Regions from separate parts of the Mus musculus genome. Here region 2 is linked to region 1. A link is a contact called in public Hi-C data. All regions are on one chromosome and are shown on one strand. The core of a region is the stretch at or near the end of the contact, and the rest is flanking DNA. Distances in the headings are between cores, read along the strand shown. Region 1 has its middle 160 kb from the start of Gm35023. Region 2 has its middle 150 kb from the start of Lyplal1.

Region 1 (6,905 bases), core at 1,426-3,925:
TGTCTGACAAATTATAATATTTCATGGAGCCTTTGTTGTTTCAGTTGTTAAATAGCACTATTCTTAAATTTGTCTGACAAAAATTCGTATATGAAATGGGAAGTGGGATCATTGTTATGCAGAAGTCACTAGTAAGTATTCCAAAATATGCTGTGCACCAATTCACACAGTATTTTATTTCATTGATTATACCCAAGTGCTATCATGTTGGTCATGCGGTTATGCCATCGACATGAAATTATTGATGAGATATTTTAATTGTCTTTTCTCAGAGTGAATCTTTAACACTTGTTGCAATAAGTAGGTGTGGTGTTAAGACAAGTGAAGAAAATGGTCATGAGTTTGTGCAGAACATTTCTATGTACAGGGCAGTGTAGTAGCAGTTACAATATATTATATTCAACCTCCTAAATGCCCTATAGTATGACCTTTTGTCCCCCCACCCCCCATTTTACAGTGTCATAAAGGGACTATAAAGTTGTCTTCCAGACTAAGGTCTTCTCGGAGCAACATTTAACCAGTTACTGGGAGACAATTAGTTTAGCTTCTACTGGCCCAAGACAATGGGTTTGAATAGCCACTCTAAGAAGGGCAACAAGTTAGAAAAGGTTAACTAATTTACCTCAAACCCCAAAGCTAATAAATGGTAGCACACCTAATATTGAAGGCCAGACCTGTTTGCCTCAGAGGTCAATCCCTAGGATATTTTGATATTTCTTCTAGAATTCTCCTTGATACTGAGGAGGAGTTAGGGAAACAGAGCTAGTGCAGGGAAGTAATGGTTGGCCCCTTAACATGGCTGCTGCTTGTATCCCTGGATGCTGCTTGTCCCTAAAGACTTTGGCACCTGAAGTGTGTGTGTGTGTGTGTGTGTGTGTGTGTGTGTGTGTGTGCATGTGTGTGTAACATAGCAAGTTGTCTTCCAACTCACAACATGCACTCAATGTGTTATATTTCAGTGAGTTCTAACAATCCTTCCTGACCTCCCCCACTTCAGGTACCAATGACTAGGTTGCATTTCCTTAGCTCTGACCTTGTGACTAATACATTCATACAAACAAAGCAATTAAATCAGTGTCTGGCACCTAAAAATCACTCAAAAAACATCCACCCATTATTCCTCTCTTAGATGTCTCTCTTGATGTATTTTGATTTTTCTGAAGTCATCATTCACTCTCTCTTCAAGAGGACCTTTTTAACTTGCAGATTTTCTGAGTGACTGGGCATCCATTTAAGGATAAACTATTACTTCTTTATTTCTCCATTCCTAGTTGTTAGTTATGTCATCTATGTGAACATCGTTGTGGTCTCTGTGGATTCTTCTTATCAAAGGGTAGATCTTTTAAATTTAGTAGGTGAGTGTTTATCATAGGACTTGGGAAACCTATTTCTGAATGGAATTTTAAAAATACAGCCCAATATAAAAATATCCTTATGAGGGACTGAGGAGATGGCTTAGTCTAACACACTCCTTGTCTGTGCAGGAGGACCCAAGTTCAGATATCCAGCACCTACATCAGAGAGCTAGAGATGATCAAGTGCAGATCTTAACCTTGGTGTAGTAAGGATGAAGACACGTAGAATCCAGGAGCTTACTAGCCTGGCCAGGCAGTCGATCCTGTCACAGAGTAGCCAGTTCAATGAAAGAAGGTGGGAGCATTCAAGGAAGGTACCAAACGTTGACTTCTGTCCTACACACACATACACACACACACACACACACACACACACACACACACACACACACCACATGTCTCTTGCTCACCATATATCTATATCTATATCTATCTCTATCTCTATCTACATCTCTATCTACATCTATATCATCTATATCATCTATATCTATATCTATCTTCATGAGTTAGCTTTCATGACAAAGGGAGTAACCAGGGGAAGATGACCTCTGTGTGTGGCTTCCATCTCCCTGCTCTGGAATAGTAACTTGCAGAAATACTCCAAGGAGTTATCGTGAGCAGAATGCCACATGCCAGGTTTATTGTTTCTATTGGACACATTTCAGAACAGCCTGTGACTTTACAATGACTGCTTCCAGATCAGGCTCTATATTCTAGTTGACATTTTAAAAATTAGCCTTTCCCTACAACTGAAAGAGCCAGGACCCTATCTGCCCTTTCTGCTAATAGTTGGTAGGAAACATGAGCCACACAATGGCAGACATGGACCCAACTCAGATTGTCCCCAGATAGAGAGGGCTGAGTCTTCATTTGTTTGGAAAAGTAAAAGATTGGAGCTATTGATACGTAGCAGTTGTTCAGGGCATCCTCAAGTCATGCTTCTACATAGCACAAGGTGGGTCTGTAAAAGGATACTGCCAAGTAACCCCTAGAAGGAAGATGGAATAATTTTCTGAATAACATTTGGTTTTTGTAGCAACACTAGGGCTGGGGCAAAGATAAAATAAAAATGCATTTATAGTCCTGGAAAAAAGAAGGCAGGCATTATCTCCCTCATAAAACCAGCTGCTCACCCTGAAATTACATTTCTTCTAGAATATTTTATTTTATCTTTGATCATTATAAATTATTCTTTTAAAGTTCTATTTTTTGCTTTTTAAGGTTCCGATTGAGAAAGCAGTTGGCATCCCTACACACCAGGACTTACACAGGCTTATTTATTGAAAAACCTCTCAAGTACTTCCCTTTCCACCCGTCTGAACCCATCAGGGTTGCTCTGTGGAGCTGTCTTGTGGACAGTTATGGGCAGAGTCGGCTAACCACCTCTGGCGGTAGAAGCGACTTTCCATGGCTCTGAGTGCCAGATACATTTGCTTACTCAGAGTTTCACTTGACTCATAACCTTTTCTTGGTGGTGGTGGTGGGGGGTGTTTTGTGTGATTCTGAATTACAAAGAGTTGACTGGGGAACTTAAGGGGGAAAGGGCTTAGAGAGGAAGATGGAGGATCAAGGGGCAAGGTGGCCAAGTCCTTATGTTGTTCTAGGTCTAGAGATGGGTCTTGACGGTGGAATGCTGGAGACTTCATCCCCACAGGTAGTTCCTTTCACTGGGAGAATGTGTGAACACAGTACCCACGCTTCCAGCAGAAGGAAGCTGCTCTTAGAAGCAGCTTGGCACGGTGGGCTCTTGGTAATCTGGCAACTCATTCCAGAGGCTCGGAGCCGCTGGAGACAAGGTCTCCTCCCCTGTTTATCCTGAAGCATCTAAAAATCTTCCCGAGGCATTGTATGAGCCAGCATGAAGACCATAGAGCCCGGAAGCAGAGGGATCACTTTATTAGCAGCAATAACAATACTAACAAATAAATTACTAACGATAATAAAACAATCACCAGCAGTTAGGATTTTATAGATCACAGAGCATTTTCTCCTTCATTTTCTCATCTCAGATAATGGCCATTTGTTACAACGCTGCTGGCACTGAGAAGATTCAATACAATCATTCTCAGATCAAAGGAGGGATTTTCTCCCAGCCCCTGGGAGTGGTGGTAAAAATGAATTGCCTAGGGTATTGACTTGGCCACCCCAGAGAAAACAGGAGGGAGGGGAGGAATAAACGGGAGGATCTGGATATGATGCTATTCTGTGAAGCAGTTTGCTTCTTCCCCCTAGAATTTTAACTGCACCCTTGGGATGTAAGGGGCTGGATAAAGGATCAGATGGTCTTTGAATGCCGTACTGTGTTGAAACATAAAGGGACTTCATAAAAATCCTGGGTTGTGAAATATTAAATATTTGGCATGTGTTGTAGTTGTCAAATGAAATTAGTTATATAAGCAGAACTCTCTAGCATGGTTTCCCTTTGTCCAGCGTTGGAGAAAGGGTTTAGTGAGGAAAGACCAAACCATCTGAAGGCTAACTTGTGAAAAACCACTTCCCTGCAGAGGAACATCTGGAGACCTGGGAGATGGCTCCCCTGGTGAAGTGCTTTCATGAGGACCCGAGTTTAGATCACAGCACCAACAGGAAGGAGGGGCTCAGTGGTGCACATCTGCACTCCCCATGCTGGCCGGTGGGGGTGGGGAGCTAGAAGACTCCCTGGAGCTCACTGGCCATCTAGTTGTATTCCAGGCTTTGTGAGAGACTCTGTCTCAAAATATAAGGTAGAGAGAGAGTCAGTTCCAAAGGAAACCCCAATTCCCCAAACTCTAAAAGATCCAGAAATGAGCTCAACCTGGACAGCGGAGGATTTCTGGCAGCTAGATAAAAGGCAGCATTCCTCAGGAACTCATGAAGCCAGTTCCTCTACCAAAAGGAGTCATTTCTCTTACCGCTGGCAGAAGGGGCAAATGGTCACTTGTGGTACCTATTAGCACATCAAAGCTCATGCTGGCCTCCAGGACTCCTCAGGACCCCAAGTCCCTGCTACACGTTTCCAAGTGCATGCTAGCTTCTTAGCCCTTCTCATCTCCTCCTCCACCCTCCACTCCCTCCAGCTCCCTTCCTCAGGCAAGCTCCTCCTTCTTTAAGCCTACTGTTCTTGCCTTGTTCCCTCTCTTCCCCATACCGCCTTTCCCTCCCTTGCAGATAGCCCTGGCCAGGTCAAAACTGCTGGCCACGCTCATTCTGTTTCTTCTCTGCTCCAGACTCTTCCAGATGCCCCAGGCTGTCCTCTTAGAGCTACAATAAAAACCTTCCCTCTAACAGTACCATGGAATAGGCATGTCAGCAGTTTATGCAAAGAATGATAATGGAAGACACCCAGCATTGACCTTTAGTCTGTACCTACCCACACACCTATGTCTTGTATACACACACACACACACACACACACACACACACACAGAGAGAGAGAGAGAGAGAGAGAGAGAGAGAGAGAGAGAGAGAGACAAAGAGACAGAGAGAGACAGAGAGAGACAGAGAGACAGCAAGAGAGAGAGAGATCTAGAAAAAAAAGTTACTGAATTCTAAACAAAACAAAACAAGCAACCAACCAATCAACCAAACAAGAAAATCCTAGAACCCATATCAAGTTCTCATGGTAGAGAGCTTTATAAGGATAGATAGGATTTTTTTTTTTTAAGTTGCCATTGAGGCCAGGTAGGGAAGAAGGAAACCATTGACACATCTTGTAGATGGAGACTCAGGTAACCAGTCTCACTCCTCCTTTCAGCCAACTTTTCTACTCCCAACCAATCTCATACTACCCTGTATTGAAAGACGAAATCTTTTAATGAAGATTGTATTTGTTTTTAAGTATGTGCATATGTGTGGGCATGTGCACATGAATGCAGGTAGACTCTGAGCCCAGAAGAGGTTATTGGATCCTCTGGAGCTGGAGTTATAGAACCTCCTGACTTAGAGCTGAACGAGGATCCTCTGGAAGAGTAGGAAGTACTCTTTAACAGTTAAACCATCTTGCCAGCCTCAAGAAACTCATCTTTTAGGTAAACCTTCAGTGATAAATTTGTGAATGCAACACCAAACAGTTCAAAGTAAAAGCAGGTAACAATTTGGGATCAGTCTCATGCTGGCTGGCTTGCACTTTGTGGCTTTGTGCTGTGTTTAGAGAAAGTGAGATTACCATCAAGTGAGAAAAGTCACAGGCAGGTTTTGCAAGAGGCCACAGTTTATGTTCCCTCACAGTTGTGTAAGAGTAAAATTCTGGCTGCTCGAAGTTGCACAGTTCCCAGGGTGACAGACTGGGTGGCACAGCCATGTCGTTCCTTAAGGTGATTCCACCCAGGACAGTGGATTTGCATGACTGGTGGCTAAAGAAAGAGGAAACATGATGAAGCCATGTTCTCAAGTAGATCCAATGGCAGACACATTTTGAAAGAGTGGTGTACCAAGCATGGAGCTATATCCTTACAATCCAAGCACTTAGGTAGAGGCAACAGGATCATGGGGCTCAAGACCAGCCTTACCGCTTAGCAACTTTGAGGCTAGCCTGAGCTACATGGATCCAACCCTGTGGGCAGTGGGCGTGGGGAAATAAAGAGAGTGGGAGAAAACCCGCGTCCCACCAGAGTTCTGCTGCTCTGGGCAGGCAGACGCAGAGAACTGCCGCATGCTCTCCATGTGGCCCCAGATGGGTGTCTAGCTTTGGGAAGCCATGGACCCCAGCCCACGGAGGTTGGACAAGGGTCAGTCCAAGGTCTCTGGGCCTCACGAAGGCCAGAGATAACAGGCTCTCCGTCTCGGGCATCTCAGATATCGCTGGACACCTCGGGAGAGCTGAGAACAAAGTGGGGGCTGAAGAGAGGAGAGGGCAGGGAGAGAGGGGATTCTGGGTGGTTCCCACATGGCGGAGAGTCTTTGGTCTAGTCCGTGACTGGAGCGCAGGGAGGGCTTCTGGCAGGAGGTTAAACATGGCTCTTTAGGGGAAAGCCTATCCCATCATTCAAGCACAACAGGTCTTGATGAGCAGAGACAGTCTGTGGTTTTAGAGCTTTATTGTAGAAAGGCAGAGAGAAAGAGAAAAGGTAAAAGAAATGGAGGGGCCGGCCATGGCCACATGGAGAGAAGGGGGAAAGAGAGGAGAAAAGGGGAGCTAGAGATGAGAGTAAGAAAGGTGAGAGCTTAAGGGAGAGAGGAGGGGCCAAGCAACCCCCTTTATAGTAGGCTGGACTGTCTTGTAGTCTCAGGGTAGCTGTGGGGTGGAGCATACCTGGCTATTGTCAAGTTACTCTGAGGGTGGAGTTTAGCCAGAATGCCAGGAGCTTGGGGCTTTGTCTGTGTGACTGATAGTCACAGAATTATGGAGTTGGGGGCTCTGTGGTGTCAGGCACCTGACTCTTGGAAGGTGGCTCACTGTTCTGTCCCTTGTAGAGTTTTCTACTGGATCTCCGGAGCAAGCCTCACTCAACCCAAACGGGCTGCCTTTCACGGTCCCACACCACCCCAAATAAACAAAACAGAACAACCTAACACAAAAACAGATTATAAAAGGAATGATGTGATTTCACAAACATGAGGTCTCGTGTAAAA
Region 2 (6,649 bases), core at 2,721-5,220, 200 kb after region 1:
CAAGATCCTAACCTGGACTATGGGTGATAACAAAGAACATGAGGTCACAGAGAAGAACGTAAGTGTCAATGGTTATTGTCCAGCAGGACTTGGAAGATACACCTGTTAAAATTCTCTTGGATGAGGGGGGGTGTGGTTCTTTGGTGGAGACTTTGCCAAGCATATGCAAGTCCCTGGGTTTGACCCCAGTACTGTAAAATCAAAAAAGGTTCTTGAGGAAAAATGAAAGGAAGGGAGAGTGCTAGCAATTAGGATAGCTTTTACTGAGTGTGAGCCGTATTTTTCTGCCATGTGGAGGAGTAGTGCCAAACAAGACAGTGGGGGTGAGGGGTGCCTGGGAGATGAATCTGGATCAGTGTTTACTGAGCCAGGATCAATCGTTTAGAACCTATATAACAAGTCAGTTGTGGGAAGATCTGTAATCCCAGTGCTGGGAAGACAGAAAAAAAGTCCTTGAAACTCACTAGTCAACCAGCCTTGACTAATAAGTTAGTTCCAGGTTTAAATGGGAGACCCTGTTTCAAAGATTAAGAAAACGACTGAGTAAGAAACCTGTTATTTATCTTTGACCTGAAACACACACACACCACACACACACACACACACACACACACACACACACACACACACACACACCACACATGTGAGTGTGCACAGGCAATTCTCATAATAACCTTTTAGCTATTACTCTCAATTTACAAATGCAGAGACTGGTGTTAAAAAAGGAGATTAAGAAACTGAGTGAAGCCAGACCAGCTGCAATGATGGACAGTTCCCACCTCTCATCTGATTATTTCTGGACCTGTAGTCTTTCATTTGTTGTACTTCCTCTCTTGAGTAAGGCAGATTTCCCAAACCCTGTTTCCATCAATGAAGGGATACCAGTAACTTTAAAATTAAAGCTTAAAACGTTCTAAGCCTGTGAAGTTAGAACCAGAAGGTATCGGAAGCCGTGAATCGCTATCTAACTCTACCCATGTGAAGTTGGAAGTGACTCTTTGAGTGTCTCCTGCAGTCTGGCTGGTGATAAGTATTTAGGCTAAACTCCTGCTTCTAGATGCTGCTTCGTGACTGATGCTTTGCTATCAGGGATGTGTTTAAGAGCCGCTCATTCAACTCTAGCTAATGGTCTGACCAGCTCACTGACCTGTTCTTTACTGGGACTCTTAGCACATCAAGGCTGTCCTCCATTTTGCTTTAAAACACTTTAGGATGCCTTTGGACATAAAGGAGAAAATACAGCCATGCTTTGCTGTTTTGCCAAACTCAGCAACAACCTTTTGATGTGTTTATAAGTCTTTTACAAGAACATTCACCATCAAGAAAAATGGTTAGGCTGGAGGTAAAAGTGGCCAAGAGGGCATTCTGTGTGAAGAAATTGGTTTACTGTAAGTCAACTGTCCTGTGACAGACTGCAACTTAAACAGTACATGATCAAGAGTGCTTGGGACAGTCTGTATATAGATTGCCCCTGTACCTTCAGTGACTCGCTTGCCATCTCTCTTCTACGACACCTTTCATTTCTTCTGTGTCCCTTGTACCTTGGGATCAAATTGGACCTTTGCATGCTGATAATTAGCTACTTGTATGTACCACCCAGGAGGGTATATTTGCCAATGAGAAGGTCATGAGAAAATGTACATTATATACATAAGTCCATGCAGGAATCACAGGTATATATATGGTCAAGTAGAATCACTAGCCAGTGCTGTGGTTGACCGTGGTTGCCAGAGGAGTTGGAGAGACAAATGGGTGGTGGCCCAGAAGGATGACAACAGAAATACAAATCTCTGCATGGATGGGTAAAGCAAGGAGACCTTCAGGCTTAAGGCAGGCATGGGAAAGATTATGGAGGTCCTGATCCCCCTCTCACTCTCCTTCTTTCCCTCCCTCCTTCTTTTCCTCTTTAGCACTGTAGAGCTAGCTGGATAGGTGGCCCCTGACCCACTGGGCACTTCCCCTACTGGAGGACACTCTGGCAGAGTCAGTATCTGTGAAAAATGCCAGCAGATGGGCCAGCTCCACTGCGTTCAGCCCACTAAGCCGAGTCACAGATGTTATCCATATCCACCACAGTGTCCAACCCTTTGACAAACGTTTCTGAGTTCCTTGGCTCCATAAAACCCATGTGTCATTGAGTTCCCTGGGTTGAGTGCATGCTACTTCGGAAAGCATTTCCCTTGTCCATTTGTCTGATGAGATGTTTACAGACCTCCAACATCTGCATATCAGTTGGGGCCTACCCTCCCTTGTCCACTGTCATCTCCATTGCTTTCTGTGGGATGCTCACCCATGGTTAACTGTATGTTCCACTGTCATTGGGAATTGCTTAACATTTCCTTGACTCCTGTAGAACACAGATACTCTTAACCCATAGTGCAGACTGCTGGGAGCAGAAGGAGGAGGTGGTATAGTTTCACACAGTTTTATTATTTCCTGCCCTTGGTCTTAATCCCAAAGGCTGAAGATTATTTCCAAATGTGCCCTGCAACCAATCCCGTCATTACATGGGTATTAGGTCCTACAACTCAGCGTTATGGCTTAGGCATCTTCATTCCTCATGAGACTGTGTGTGGGTTTTGACATGGAGAGAAGCGCAGCCTTGTAGAACTGATTGAAAACATGTACACTGTGGCAGGGCATGCATGTGGAGTTCAGCCCAGGGCTTCAGCAGTGTGAACTGAGAATGTCAGCAGCTGCTGCCAGCAAGAGAAAGCATTTGAGAACGAGACACCTTCACCCAGTTCCTATCCAGCATTGTTTAGAAGCCACATGTAATCACATGAGCTAGTTTAATGGCATGCCGTTTCCATGTAAACCTTCTGCCACGGAAAACAAGTTTCGACAAGCAGTGACCTTCACTCAAACTCCTGCAGTGGTAGGGGGTATCAAAATGTACCTGGGAAATGGGTTGGATGTCTTTAGTCTTCTATAAATAGATTCTAGTTATCCGAGCAGAGTGCAGGGAAAGGCATTCCCAAGGTGGTATCATCATTTATCCCTGCTGTTATTTAGATTAAAAGACAACAAATGTTCATAAGGCATTTTAATGAAACTGACAAAATGTGTAAGATCATACATAGAGGCTTAAAAGAAAACACCAGTGGATGGGCTATATGTGACTTTAAATGATGTTGTTCGAAATAACTTATCTGTGCCCTGTTGATGGAGGGCTTTGCTGCTACCAGAGTGCTTTACTGTTTCTGTTGTCATATGACTATCTTGACTGCCACACACCACACACTTATGCATGTGTGTCCATCCATGCAACCCATGATACAGAAACATGTTTATATCTATGTGTGCACACATATATGCACATACATTGGTATACACACGTAAGTATGTCCAGCACATATACACATGTACAAATACACACTGATCTTCCCAGTACATACAGACACTTTGTAGACAGAAGATCCTCAAGTAGATGTTGTTGAATAAAAAATGTTTTGCTTTGCCAGGATGGCCTCATACATATTCATACGTTCTCTCTGTCTCTTTTGCATATTTTGCAAGAGAGTTGGTTTCCACTCCCACACACTGACATGCCCTGTACAAAGATCAAACCTGGTGCTTTTACTCACTTTTTGAACTTTTTGCCTTATTGACTCGATTGGTAAAGTATACCACCACTTAAGAAGGAAATGGAAAATTTAGAAGGTAGGAAGAAACCAAGAAAAGTAGGAAAGAAGATACATAGGAAGGAAGGGCAGAATGAGTGTAAGGGAAAAATGGAGACATGAAAGAGAAGAGAAAATTCAGGCGTGTTCTTTCTTGAAAAATCTATCAGACCTGGAAGGAAAGCCATTTGTTGAAGTGACCCAGGGAAGCAGAGGAATCCTCTGGATGACCCCCAGAGACTCCTTTCAGCACTAATGATCCATGAAGGAGATTTACAGACCCGCATGCACTGACCCCAAGCAAGCCTTGGCACACTGCTTCCCTCCCACTCTGGCCAATGTTATCACCTCATTCACAATGGTCACTCCCTCTCAACCTTCCCTGCTTGCCTGCTCTGCCTGCCTGCCTGGGCTGCTGGTAGTCATCACTGGCCTAGAGCCCAGAGGGTGTGTGTTTAGTACCCTGGAGGTGGGATTTGCTCCCCACATACAGCGAGGCACCAGCTGGACCATGTTTTCAACATGTTCAGCCAAGTTTTCTTTCTGGACAGATCACCCTGTGAAATCTGACTTGCCCCTGTTTGCTGACTGAGCCAGTTGAACAGTGGTCACCCTGAGATCACAGGAAACACATCCTTGCTGTAAAGTCCCTTTGGGACCCACATGGCCCTCGGATGAGCACTAATCTCGGTTTCTTATTTTATTTTTTCTTTTCCATGGGAATAAGAGTGTTTCTCTGCCAAATGGAATATTTTTATGCCTTTCTTTTAGATGTTCCTGGGAAGGATGCTTAAGGTCTGGCAATTATTGTTCCTCTTTGCATCAAGGAGAAACATGAGACTTTAATGTTGAATAACAAAGCAAAACAAAAAAAAAGGAAAGGAGGAAAAAAGAAAAGAAAGCATGCTTCTTGTATGTAATTGATTGATTGGTCTTATTTAGTGGACAAGTCTTTTCTGGCAAGGTTGAATCCATGAGTTTCTTGATGTGGACAACAGACAAGTGAGGAGAGGGCATGGTGATGGATTCTATGACTCATCCTAGCCACACCTCTTACTTAGAAAAAAAATATGTTGTGGAGATATTTAGTGGATCACAACATCTATTGGCAGCCAGATGTTTTCTTTTTGTTTGTTTCCCTTGTGAATAGACTGAAAACAAAAACAGGCAGAAAGCTAGGGGTGGGTAACTATGTTCACTCTGGTGAGAAATGAAATCTGAACTCCTTCAAGGTCCCCAAAGGGAGACCCAGAGGTGGGGGAATATAAGGGTCCCCTCCTCTGCAGATGCAGGGAGAACGGTAGGTCAAAGATGCTATTGAGAGCAAGTGCCAGAGTGAAATTTATTTTGTTGTTTAGAGAGAGATGGTCTAAATGTGTATAAATAAAGGCCTTCATGGGGCACCTTGTCCCAAAATTAGAAGGAGAAGCAGGAAAAGAAAAAACTGCTTCCTGCCTGAAAGCAAAGGAAGGACACTTGAAATTTCATCCACTTTAAGAGCAAGAGAGATCGTGGCACTGAAAAGGAGTGTGAAGGAAAGGAGGAAAGGTTTATAAAGCAGTGGGAGGATCATCTGCATGGAAATGAAGGTCCATGGGAGCATTTGTCGAATGTTCTGATTACAGTAAGTGACTAGGCAGTGGACGTACCACGGCCATTCTTACCTGGACTTTTCGTTTAGTTTAGAGCTCACAGATTCTCTCTGAGATTCTCCTTTCTACATGACCTAACCCAGTGACATCCTACCCTACATGACCTGGCCCAGTGACATCCTACCCTACATGACCTGGCCCAGTGACATCCTACCCTACATGACCTGGCCCAGTGACATCCTACCCTACATGACCTGGCCCAGTGACATCCTACCCTACATGACCTGGCCCAGTGACATCCTACCCTACATGACCTGGCCCAGTGACATCCTACCCTACATGACCTGGCCTAGTGACATCCTACCCTACATGACCTGGCCCAGTGACATCCTACCCTACATGACCTAGTCCAGTGACATCTTACCCTACATGACCTGGCCTAGTGACATCCTACCCTACATGACCTAGTCCAGTGACATCCTACCCTACATGACCTGGCCCAGTGACATCTTACCCTACATGACCTGGCCCAGTGACATCCTACCCTACATGACCTGGCCCAGTGATGTCCTACCCCAGGACCTTGGGCTCAACTTTGTTGAGTTCAGTTACATCTTTGAGTTTATTGTTTGCATTCATTTTACTCCCGAGAAAACTTAGTTTCTACAGAACTGTTTGCAGTTAGTTCCTAGGTTGCTGGGGGAAAATAAGAGTGAGTGCACACTATCACCTTCATCTTTTTTTTTTTAAAGAAAAACAATATCAGCAACACTTTAATAGCAATGCTGCTTAGTAGATGGAAAGGCAACCTGACTGTATGCCCACATTTATATGATCCATAATTACCCCACAGTACCTGTAACTTCTTAGACAGTAGGATTGATTGGTGTTTATATATAAGAGCATAATTTGTCCTTCCTTTGTTCTCTTTTTTTAATATTTTTTATTAGGTATTTTCCTCAATTACATTTCCAATGCTATCCCAAAAGTCCCCCATACCCTCCCCTCCAATCCCCTACCCAACCATTCCCACTTTTTGGCCCTGGTGTTCCCCTGTACTGGGGCATATAAAGTTTGCATGTCCAATGGGCCTCTCTTTCCAGTGATGGCCGACTAGGCCATCTTTTGATACATATGCAGCTAGAGTCAAGAGCTCTGGGGTACTGGTTAGTTCATAATGTTATTGCACTTACAGGGTTGCAGATCTCTTTAGCTCCTTGGATACTTTCTCTAGCTCCTCCATTGGGGGCCCTGTGATCCACCTATTAGCTGACTGTGAGCATCCACTTATGTGTTTGCTAGGCCCTGGCCTAGTCTCACAAGAGACAACTCTATCAGGGTCCTTTCAGCAAACTCTTGCTAGTGTATGCAATAGTGTCATTATTTAGAGGCTGATTATGAGATGGATCCCGGATATGGCAGTCTCTAGATGGT

Evidence for each region. A called contact is a pair of places that touch in the nucleus more often than the background predicts.
Region 2: a contact with region 1 is called in a Hi-C map of uterus, with 2.2 times the contacts expected there. The contact joins two enhancer-like sites. A contact is called at or near these places in 2 of 484 Hi-C or Micro-C datasets (the AML12 cell line and uterus).

What each region holds. Positions count from the first base shown.
Region 1 is chr1:185,770,651-185,777,555 of GRCm38.p6, forward strand. No RefSeq gene overlaps it. Among named protein-coding and RNA genes, the nearest start is that of Gm35023, 160 kb to the left of the region's middle. Within about 2 kb of position 2,676, at least 16 of the 459 cell types and tissues checked have an H3K27ac peak or open chromatin away from gene starts, as enhancers often do. A contact at or near this core is called in uterus, where this site is marked.
Region 2 is chr1:185,965,386-185,972,034 of GRCm38.p6, forward strand. No RefSeq gene overlaps it. Among named protein-coding and RNA genes, the nearest start is that of Lyplal1, 150 kb to the right of the region's middle. Within about 2 kb of position 3,971, at least 29 of the 459 cell types and tissues checked have an H3K27ac peak or open chromatin away from gene starts, as enhancers often do. A contact at or near this core is called in uterus, where this site is marked.